Regions from separate parts of the Sus scrofa genome. Here all the other regions are linked to region 1. The links are chromatin contacts, called in public Hi-C and HiChIP or PLAC-seq maps. All regions are on one chromosome and are shown on one strand. Each heading gives the region's core, a stretch centred on a gene start, on an enhancer-like site or on the middle of the called end of the contact. The rest is flanking DNA. Distances are from core to core; before and after follow the strand shown.

The links. Hi-C and Micro-C count contacts between places; a contact is called where the count stands out from the background. HiChIP or PLAC-seq counts read pairs in DNA pulled down with a chosen protein or histone mark.
Region 2: an H3K27ac HiChIP or PLAC-seq map of skeletal muscle shows a contact between it and region 1, with 6 times the contacts expected there. The contact joins the promoter of PRDM5 here to the promoter of MAD2L1 in region 1. A contact is called at or near these places in 1 of 47 Hi-C or Micro-C datasets (embryonic fibroblasts) and 1 of 2 datasets of contacts at active chromatin or transcription factors (skeletal muscle).
Region 3: a contact with region 1 is called in a Hi-C map of skeletal muscle, with 6 times the contacts expected there. The contact joins the enhancer-like site here to the promoter of MAD2L1 in region 1. A contact is called at or near these places in 1 of 5 promoter capture datasets (fetal liver), 10 of 47 Hi-C or Micro-C datasets (alveolar macrophages, blood, embryonic fibroblasts and 7 more) and 2 of 2 datasets of contacts at active chromatin or transcription factors (alveolar macrophages and skeletal muscle).

Annotation. Positions count from the first base shown.
Region 1 is chr8:103,925,715-103,929,017 of Sscrofa11.1, reverse strand. It overlaps MAD2L1 (mitotic spindle assembly checkpoint protein MAD2A), which reads right to left and starts at 1,660. Exons shown (of 5, transcript XM_003129223.4): 1 at 1,376-1,660; 2 at 476-622. The coding sequence starts at 1,448.
Region 2 is chr8:103,186,892-103,190,442 of Sscrofa11.1, reverse strand. It overlaps PRDM5 (PR domain zinc finger protein 5), which reads right to left and starts at 2,131. Exons shown (of 16, transcript XM_021101643.1): 1 at 1,080-2,131.
Region 3 is chr8:104,759,370-104,762,503 of Sscrofa11.1, reverse strand. The region is part of intron 2 of SEC24D (protein transport protein Sec24D); the gene reads right to left. The region is part of intron 1 of SYNPO2 (synaptopodin-2); the gene reads left to right. Among named protein-coding and RNA genes, the nearest start is that of SYNPO2, 83 kb to the left of the region's middle. Within about 2 kb of position 1,798, at least 31 of the 83 cell types and tissues checked have an H3K27ac peak or open chromatin away from gene starts, as enhancers often do. A contact at or near this core is called in alveolar macrophages, embryonic fibroblasts, omental adipose tissue and 3 more, where this site is marked.

The sequences.
Region 1 (3,303 bases), core at 411-2,910:
TAAGAAAATTCTAATGGTGCTCTGTTATTTGGTAGTTGTTCTTTTTAAAGTTTAGTCCCCAGGTTGAATTCAGTTTTGCTTCCTTCATCTTAATGATGGCTTTAGACTCCATGCAGCTACAAATATATATATAGTGGATTTTTCTCAGATAATGAACACCAATATAATTATGTAAAATTCCAACATGTTCCATTTGGTCACATAAACTGCAACACTCATTTCTAAAGGAGTTGATGGGAATTGTTTCATTAAGCCGTATCGCGTTCCTAACATGAAAATATTCAGCCCACTCAAAATGGGGTAAAGATGGGACTTCTTTTTGATTTATTTTCTTCCTCCCAGTTATTTCACTATATTTGAGATGGTAGTGTGTTTTACACCACCAGGTATACAGATGAAAAATGACCAGCAAGCTGCTAGAAAATGGATCCTAGAATGCTGGCAAAACTCAAAACTGTTTCCAACAATGAAATACCTTTTAGTTGTTCCACCACATTATTTAGGTATTTTATGAGCTCAGGATCAGTAGTTACAAGCAAGGTAAGTCCGTATTTCTGTACTCGAGTAAAGGTTTCAGATGGATATATGCCACGCTGATATAAAATGCTGTTGATGCCAAACGCTGAAAACAAAAGAAATGTTAAAAGTCATTTTCATTTTGTAATTCTGAGAAATAAAACATATTTAGTCATGTGGCTATGGTTTCATTAATGGTGTAAAGCTGTAAATGTTTAAACACGCGTTTGTGTTTTGCTCAAAGGTACAAAGTGAAATTAAAAAGCTTTAAAATTTTGCTTCTAAACAAAAAAGTGGTATCTGCATTTAAGTGGCAATAAAAGAAACATGGCAAACTGCATTTATCTACCAGTGCCAAATTTCATTTCATTGTAAAACAATTCTAAATTCAGACTTTATGGTTAGAGGATGTCAAAAGAAGCAACTGAGTCGTCCAACGCCCAGGCAATCCTCTCCTTTTTTTCCTCCTTTTCTTCTCACAAGTCCTGCCAGGTTCTATCAGAAGGTGCAACTGGCCTGGTCCAGAAGAACGCCTCCCCAAGTCTAGCCCATTACCGTCAATCCTGATTCACCTCGGGGTGGGTATGGGGTTTGCTCCCGGCTAAGCGGTTATATCGCCAGGCAGGCCTCAGCAGAACCTAGGCCGCCTCCTCCACCATTAGCAACGCATCCGGAAGAGGCGCCTGCATCCGCCTCTTCCAGATCCCTCCTGCCTGGCAGTACGCTGAGACTGAGAGGGCTCGGATTCGCGTCCGCTCTGACCCAATGGGTTCTCCCCGCCACCGTACCGAGCCGCGGGCCTACTTGGCGGCCTGGGCACAGTTCTCCCCGCTCTCCGGCCTGCGCGAGAAGGACTTACAGAAGAACTCCGCCACGATTTCGGCGCTCCCGCGCAGGGTAATGCCTTGCTCCCGGGAGAGCTGCAGCGCCATGGCCAGGCCCACGGATGAAGAGACGCGCTTTCACGCGGCAACCAGCCACACCAGTGACTTCCAGAGTAGTTCCCCGCCACCGGTTTCAAAAGTAACGACGCAGGACGCCGTCGACTCTTTCGCGCAGGCGCAACGAGCCTTTAGGCCCCGCCCTTACACCACGGGGTCTGGCTTGTTTTCTCCTTCCTCGCGTAGCCGCTCTTCGCGCCTGCGCAGTGGGTGGACGTGCTCACGCTGTTGAGTCGTTGCGTCGCGGTGGGTTCCTTGTGGAACTCCTGCGGTAGTTGGTTGGCTAGCTGGGGGCTTGCGGCAAAGACGGTATATCGCGGTTTTAGTGGCCGCGCCTTGAGTCTTCAGGCAGAAGGGGTAAGGAGCACAACTCCTGAGTTTGAAAGATATTTTGAAAATGCTCCGATCTGTCTGCTAGCTGTACCTTAAGTAGCCCCAGTGATTCTTAGTGGGCGGGCGGAACTCCTCAGATGCTTTGGGAGTTTCTAAAGCTACTGCGTGCGCACCACAGTTTTATTAGAGACCCTGATTACTTGTGGGCGCGCGGCTTTTCCTGAGAAATTGGTTTAGGGATTAAAGGGATGAACTGCGTCCATTCTTCTTTCCCTTGTCTGTTCTGGGCAAAGCTCACGTCTACTCCTCACCCCGACCCTCTGCTAGGCTCAGTCTGGGGGCAGCCTGAGGCTGTCTCTGATGGTCCAGCTTGCACTCTGCACCCCGCCATCCTTCGGCGACTGGTCAGGAGTAAGGTCACTTCACCAAAAAGGCCTTTCAACACTGAAGAACTTTTCCGTGAATTTTGAATTTTATTGTTAGGATGAGAAGTACTAAAGAGATAGCGCGCAACTAATGTGCATGTCAGTTGTTTTGAAACAAGTTTATTCTTAAAGTGGGTAGAAAAAATGTAAAATGAAATCTGAAAAACTTAACCACCTTACATAATGTTATTTAATTGTATGAAAAAATGCCTGAGTGTATTAGTTTTCTATTGCTGCATAATAAATTACCACAAATGAGTGGCTTAAAACAACACCCATTTATTATCAGTCCTTCAGTCAGGAGCATGGCGTGGCATAGGTGAGTTCTCTACTGTAGTCTTCACAAGTTTGAAATAAGGGTATTTGTCTGCAAGTGGGATCTTACCTAAAATCAGGGGTCCTCTTCTGAGGCCCTTGGTTCTTGGTAGACTTAATATCCTTGTTCTTGGACTGATGTCCTCACTGGCTTGCCAGCTGTTGGCAGAGGCCAGTCTTGTGCTTTTGCCAGGTAGCCCTTCCATAAATCTCAGGCTTCCAGTCTCTGACTTCTGGGAGGTCCCTTTTAAAGGCTCAAGTGATTAGGTCAGACCCAGTCAGATAATTTCCTCTTTGATGAACTTAATCCTCAAAGTGATAACTCCTAATAATCACTACTCTGGCCACACTAAAGTGGAGGGATTCTATAGGATAGGCTCCCTGGAGGCCACAAATTTTGAGGACGCCCTTAGAACTCTGCCTATTCAGTGTTATATATCAAAACTTGATCAGTTTAAAGACTGAAACAGGTATAATATGTAATAAGTTGATTTGATCCAATAACATTTTCCTTACATCCTTTAGTTTCTGTGGTACAAGTGTGTGTGTGTTTAAATCACCGTCTTTTCATTCCTTCCACCAGGATTTTGGCTTCTGGCTGATAGAGCTTGATGCCCACCTTACTCCATGTAGAAATTGCCTCTCTTTCTAAGGAATTTACAACTTAACACTTCATGAAAGACTTCTTTTTGTTTCAAAATAATACAGTTTTTAAGTTATCTGAAGATGCAAATAATCTTTAGTATAATTTTGGAGGTTCTAGAAGCTGCCCA
Region 2 (3,551 bases), core at 882-3,381, 740 kb after region 1:
TAAAACATTAACCAGTTGGAACCTCCTAGAATTCACAAAAGGCGTCTAGGAAGGAGGTTAAGTACTGCGGGGCGTCGGCGCTCTTGGCGGCGCCTCCATCCCCACTGGGAAAGCCAGGCGTTTCTGGTCATATTATTCATCCCAAAGGCAGAAAGGCGGCTGCGGAAGACACCCGCCCACGTGTGCCTATGCCAACGCCAAGACGCGGCTAGCTCCCGGACCCGAGGAAGAGGGAGGCTCCATCCCGACCCACTTCCTGCAGGGGAGGAAAGACATCTTGCCGCAGGGCGGCCGGCGGCAGTTCCGCCCCTGGACCGGCCGGCTGCGAAGCGCGCCCAGCCGACACCTACGTGGCGCTGCCCGCTCGGGAGGCGCGACGGGTGAAGGCCGCCCCCGCCGCCCCAGCCTCCCCGCGGGGCTCCCGGTCGGCCCGGCGAGGGGCGACGCGAGTGAAGCCCGCGGAGCCCCCGGCCCTGAGGAGCGGCGAGCCCTGGAAGCGCGGAGCGCGCGGCGGGAGTAGGGGCGCGCAGGCCGCCGCCGGGTCACCCACCTTTCTCACTCTGCGGGCCGTGTAGAGCCCCATCCCGTCCTGAACCCGGGAAGACTTCAGGGAGAACCTGTCCGGCACGTACATGCCCAGCATTTTCCCAGCCGCGGCCGCCGCCTCGCTCAACACCAGCGCTCTGCGCCCAGGAGGCGACACATTGAAATTTGGGGTGCCGGGGTGGAGGGGAGAGGCCGGCGGGAAAGGAGGAAATGGAGTTTTTCTCCCAGAATCCCCACCTCCCCGCGGATTCCAGGATCCCCCGCGGCTCAGCCCCTCCTCGTCCCGGGTCTGCCGAGGCCGGGAGCCGCAGAGGCCGCTGCTGCCATTGCTGCCGCGGGGGCGTGAGGGGCGCGGGCCGGGGCGCTGCGGGCGCCGAGACGCTGCGGGCGCCGGGACGCCGCGCGCTGATTGGCTCGAAGTTGGCGGCTCGGACCCGCGCCCGGGCGCGGAGCCTCGAACCCGGAGGCTGGGGAGCCGAACCGACCCGCCCGCACCCTGCGCCGGGTTAGGCAGCGTGTGGACCCGCCCTTACCCGGCTCTGGGTTTTGCCCCTCTGAAGCGGTACTCCCAATCAGGGAATTTTAGTCCTCAGATGCAAAACGAAATGGGCCTTGACCGAGCCGGGACCATACACAGAAATAACTTTACAAGTTCTACAGTGAAAGCATACTTAGTGCCAGACTGCTGAGAGCAGTCCCTGAGGTCTAGGAAATTTTGATCCTTTTGCATCTGAGTTATGCTTCAGGTTTTTTTCATCCTTGTTTCAGAGTCTTGAACTCATAGGGGACCAATAAATAGGCTGATTAACGTTCAGAGAAAGGGGATGTACCCAGCCTGCCACTAACGCCTTTCAAATTAACTCAAAATTTGTCATGAATAACTGAATATTTAAGTCCAGCGGAAACTGGTTCTATTATGGTGTCCTAATCCCCAGGAAGTTCTTAAACTTCCAAAAATAAGCTATTCCTGAGTCCTCTCTTGCTTGAAAAAATCACCAGGCCAATTATTTTCAGACACAGAGCCGTGGAGACGGAGATGAGAGGGCATGCCTGCACAGTGGAATCTGGTATCACAACAGTGATGTGATGCCACACATCTTCTTTTAGTGCTTTTAATGAAGTTAGATTTTGCGCTCAGAAGAAAATTTTAAAAAAAGTTTCACCATCAAGAGGAACTGGGAACTCTCATTTTTCTTGATATTCTTGACAATTTTCTGTTCTGGGTTCTTTTCGTGAAAACTATTAATGTCACCAATAAACATTTGATGTTTCTTATCAACTAATAGTAATACTAATACTAATGATAATTTGCAAAATTAAAGACCATAGTGCTAAAAAAATTCAACTGAATAAATTTTAAAGGTCTTAAATGTTTTTTTCAACAATTCATGGTTTGGACAACATCCAATCTGGCAGGTAGAAAGGAGCTCTGAGGAACTGTACAAAATGAAAGACTTCTACAGGCAGAGGGGAGCAGGAACAGGGAAGCTTTACCTGGCAAAAAATGTGGATTGGCTATTGGAAAGGGTGTGTCTGTCTGTCTGTCTTTTAAGGGCTGCACCTGCAGCAGATGGAGGTTTCCAGACTAGAGGTCGAATCAGAGCTGTAGCTGCCAGCTGATACCATAGCCACAGCAACGCAGGATCAGAGCCACATCTGCAACCTACATCACAGCTTACGGCAATGCTGGATCCTTAACCCACTGAGCAAGGCCAGGGATTGAACCCAAGTCCTCATGGATATTAATCAGGCTCATTAACTTCTGATCCACAACGGGAACTCCACAAGTTTTCTTTCTTCTAGAAGATAGCAGGATTCTCTCAGGCGCATTACTAATGCTGATCAGGCACCTCCCAATCAGTTGGCTTAAGCTTCCATTTCTAGTAGAGCCGAAATTAATTAAGCCTCAGTTTGGTGATATATAAGTAACTCCACCTGGGACCTGTTGTCTTGTGAACAACACAAGCACCATGGAAATGATTTTTCAGATCTAAGGAAAGCCTTAGAACACAAACAGTTCCTAATTTCCTTAGTAGGATTTTATTAAAGTTTAGAAAAAGGTTTTTAAAGAAAAAAATCATGTTATAATAATATTTAAGATTTTAGAGAATGAAATAAATAAATGACTCTTTTTTTGAAAAACCAAAGGATAGTTTTGCCAGGAGTAAGTAGAACTATGCCTTAATCATTCTCTGAGTTTTAATCCCTGTGACCTACCGTCGAAGGCATCTTTTTGTAAGAGCACATAAATTAATAAAGTTTGTTTTGGGGGGAATTTGAAATGAGATGGCCTTGAAACATGTAATAGGGGTTCGGTAAATATGTCTTAATTAAAAGTCAATTCTGAAGCTAATCTGAGATTTTCAAATTAGTCAATGGTGAGCCTAGAATTCGTGTATTCCTCAAAGAATCTGGACTAAGTAGGTTTTTCCTGGAATCCTTTAAGCCAGTGCTAAAATGAGGCCAGACCAGGTCCACTGGGCCCAGCTGGAACCAGACCACAATCCAGAGAGTGGCCCATGGCACTTTTCCCAGGGCACTCTGTCCTTGTCCCCCAGAGCCTTTCATCCCTGGTCCTCAAGCCACACTGGCTCCTCAGTCAAATGCTCTGCCATGTCTCTTTGGGCACAAAAGTTTCCACAGTTTTTGGTCACTAAAGAGAAAAAGAAATGTTTTCTGGACTTAGTCTGACACAAGCCTCATTCACTGATGACCCTTGCTTTGGCATAGCTCCCTTTTGATTGCTGCTATGTTTCTGGGGAACAAAGTTGTCAGCTTGAGAATGCTCATCTTTCTGAACGTAGGCATCTTTACAAATTAGGATGTGTTTTTAAAAAAGTTTGTAAAGATAATGCTGAAATTAATAAAATGAAAAACTTTCCTTATCTTTTCTAAATCTCTGAGAGATTTTGTTACAACCAACACAAACATACATTTCATTAAAATATGCAATGTTCTTTTCATCTATTTATTGGAGTTTTCTGAAGATCTACTACCTAAAACAT
Region 3 (3,134 bases), core at 549-3,048, 830 kb before region 1:
AAACTCCAATTATCTGGTTACATCTGACATAAAATATGACATTTTCCCTAGCATGATAAAAAGGAAAGTAAAACACAAAAGAATTGAGTCAGACTCATTTTTCTTTTTACAAAAAAAGCACTACAAACCATTTGCAGGAAATTGGGGCTGCACATTATCCTTGTCACCAGTTGGCTTGTGAATAATCAGGATAATTTTCATTACCTTGCTCTGTTTATGGACTGTATATCTGTATTCCAATGAGTTTTCCACTTCTAATGACTTGTTGAAATGGAAAAATACTCAACCTCTTCTGCAAAGTAATGATTATCAGAATCCAACCACATCTCCCTGCTTCTAGATTTTTTTTTCTTTCAATTTTAAAGAATATTCTTTTACTTTGAAAAATGATGCCAGGGCTTTATGGCTAATCATAGGTACAAATATACCACACTAATTACTCCTGACATTATACACAGATACACACACAAACACACCCACAGCACATCTGTTGAAAAGTGGCTATACTCTTTTTATGGGTAGGACTCTAATCTTTTCCATTTTATCCAACTAAATGTTTTACTCTGTGCAGAGGCCTTGAATTCAATTCCAGTTTTCAGTTACATCCCCTGACACACACATTCACATAGCATTTCAGGTGCCATCACTCTGGCTCAAACCTTTATCATTTTACACCTGGACTAACCTGATAGTCTTCCAGAGGCAATTTTGGGTTAGTCGCTTTCCCTTCTAAATCATTTATACATTGCCTCCCTGCTCGCAGCCATACACCCCCTCTCTTCCCTGCAGCTCAAATAAAAATATATCCGAAGTGTAACTCCAACTTCCTGTCCAGACTTGCCTTCTACTCCTTCCCATACCTCCCTCTCCCATTGATCTAGTGGTTTTCAAATTTCAATTTATAAAACAGAGCAAAGTGGGCTTGCTTTGCTTACAGAGGGAGGGAAGAAAAGACTCTGTCCTGGTGGTAGCCGGTGAGGCACACCTCCACACATCAGTCTATCAACCACTAATCTGAGCCAAACGCCACAGTTTGCAGAAGAGGAAACTGAGCCCAGAAAGGTCAAGTGACTCTCTCATTGTCACATACCCAGTGTGTGGCAGAGCTGATTCTAGATCCCAGGTTACTAAGCACAGTGTTCTTTCCCAGGCTTTCCTATAGCACCAGATGCCTGCTAAACCACAGCTCATTTCTATTCATTGGACCCGCCCAATTCATCTCTGTGCCCAACCCAAGAGCAGTGTACGAGAACTAGGGTTTTCCTATCGCAAAATCTTTCATTATTGAAGGATTTCCACAATTACCCAAAATCACCCAAAATACCAGGAACAAGGTCATAAGCCACAAGGGGACAGCACCACATGCATTTTTAGCTGGTCCGCCTGTTCCAGGAAAAGCTATCTAGTTGAGTAATCAACAGCCCCATAACCGACCTGCTTCATAAGCCCAGCCCATCCTGAGTCTGCTCATCCCTTTGAGGGTGTTCTCCTCCTTTCTCCATCAGCAGTCTGGGAAACCTACCTTAGAGGGTCTTGATGGTGGCCAATTAGAGCAGAGTCCCCACAGAGCTGCCATTAGAGACCTCCACATCGGTTCCCTCCCCCACAAGCCCTCCCTGTGATTAGTGTAATCACCATAATTGCTGGCCTCCTTTTTTGAGAGTCTCGGCCACATGGGAAGAGTGGAATGTCTTCCCTGAACACATTCTTTCCAAACAACAGTGTGTCCTTAGTTGTGGAACATGATGTCATGGGTTCTGATGAGGGGGTTGCCCTAGAGAAGCTGATTGACCCCAAAGGCCTAAGGGAGTCAGTTCAACTCATATCCTACAGCTGTGTCCCTGTGACAACACGCACGCAGTTACTCTATAATTAACAAAAACAAGCTTGTGGCTGTTGCTATTGTATTTTTACTCTATACCTTTTGAGGGAATATTGAGAAATAAAATCTTCCTTTTCCCTCATGATTCTCACATTTGGCACATACTAATTTTTTTTTCCCAGTCAGGAATTAATGCTTGAGTCAGACAGGAGGACTGACTGGAAACCCAGTTTCCATCTCCCCAACTCCCCCAAAATAGTTGGTTATTCTCAAGCTAGACCACTTGAGGGCAGCAAAGCCTTAGGAATGTAGGTTTTGACTGCCTACCAGGCAGCCTAAGCAGGAAATGAGGCAGTGTGGGTTTCACTTACACACTATTGCTACTGGAATTCAGGAAATAAACCACGAACAATGAGAAAACATTCCCTGGCAGTTATCTCACATTTAAGAATGAAGGAGTAAATGTCTAATTTTAAAGGTACCAACATTGTTTTCTTATGTAACATAATTGCTTGGGGCAGGCACAATATGAGAAGATTTAAAACTGGAATGCTATCAAAAAAAGTGGGGTGTGGAACAGTATAAAAACAAAAAAAAAGCTAAACTAAATATATCTCACTATTAACCTGGGAACAAAATCAGAATATGTTTACAGGTGCTTATGCTCCTTTTGGGGGACACATAGTTCTTCACAACTAACAGGTCACTCTTATAACCACTTTTAACCTGAGCAAATGTGCTGCCTTTCTGCCTTTCTTCCGTGTTTTGGCAGTAAATCCAGGATTGGCAAGTGGAGATGAAAGGAGGACACGCAGGAGGAAAGGGAGGGGAAGGAGGAAAGCATTGCACTCTGTCCTTCAAGTACTGCTCTCTGGGGCGATGTCTACAGTGACCCAAATCACAGGGAGGTGCACTGCACTGACTCTTCTCATCTCCCACCCCTTCCCAAAAAGTCATTTGTACATACCTTTTGGTAGTTTTCACAGGATGCTAATAAGCAAATTGCAATTGATTAGCCTACTGTAGTAGCGATGTTTAAGTTCTCTTTCCAAACATCATTGCACAAGCTATCTAAATAACGCAGACCAATTGACTGTCTCCCAGAAACCTGTCTGGAAATTCTGTATTCTTTTTTTTTTTTTTTTTTTTTTTTTTTTAGGGCCACACCCACGGCATATGGAAGTTCCCAGGCTAGGGGGCTAATTGGAGCTGTAGCTGCTGGCCTACACCACAACCACAGCAATTCCAGATCTGAGCTGCATCTGTGGCCTACACCACAGTTCATGGCAACACTGGATTCTTAACCCACTGA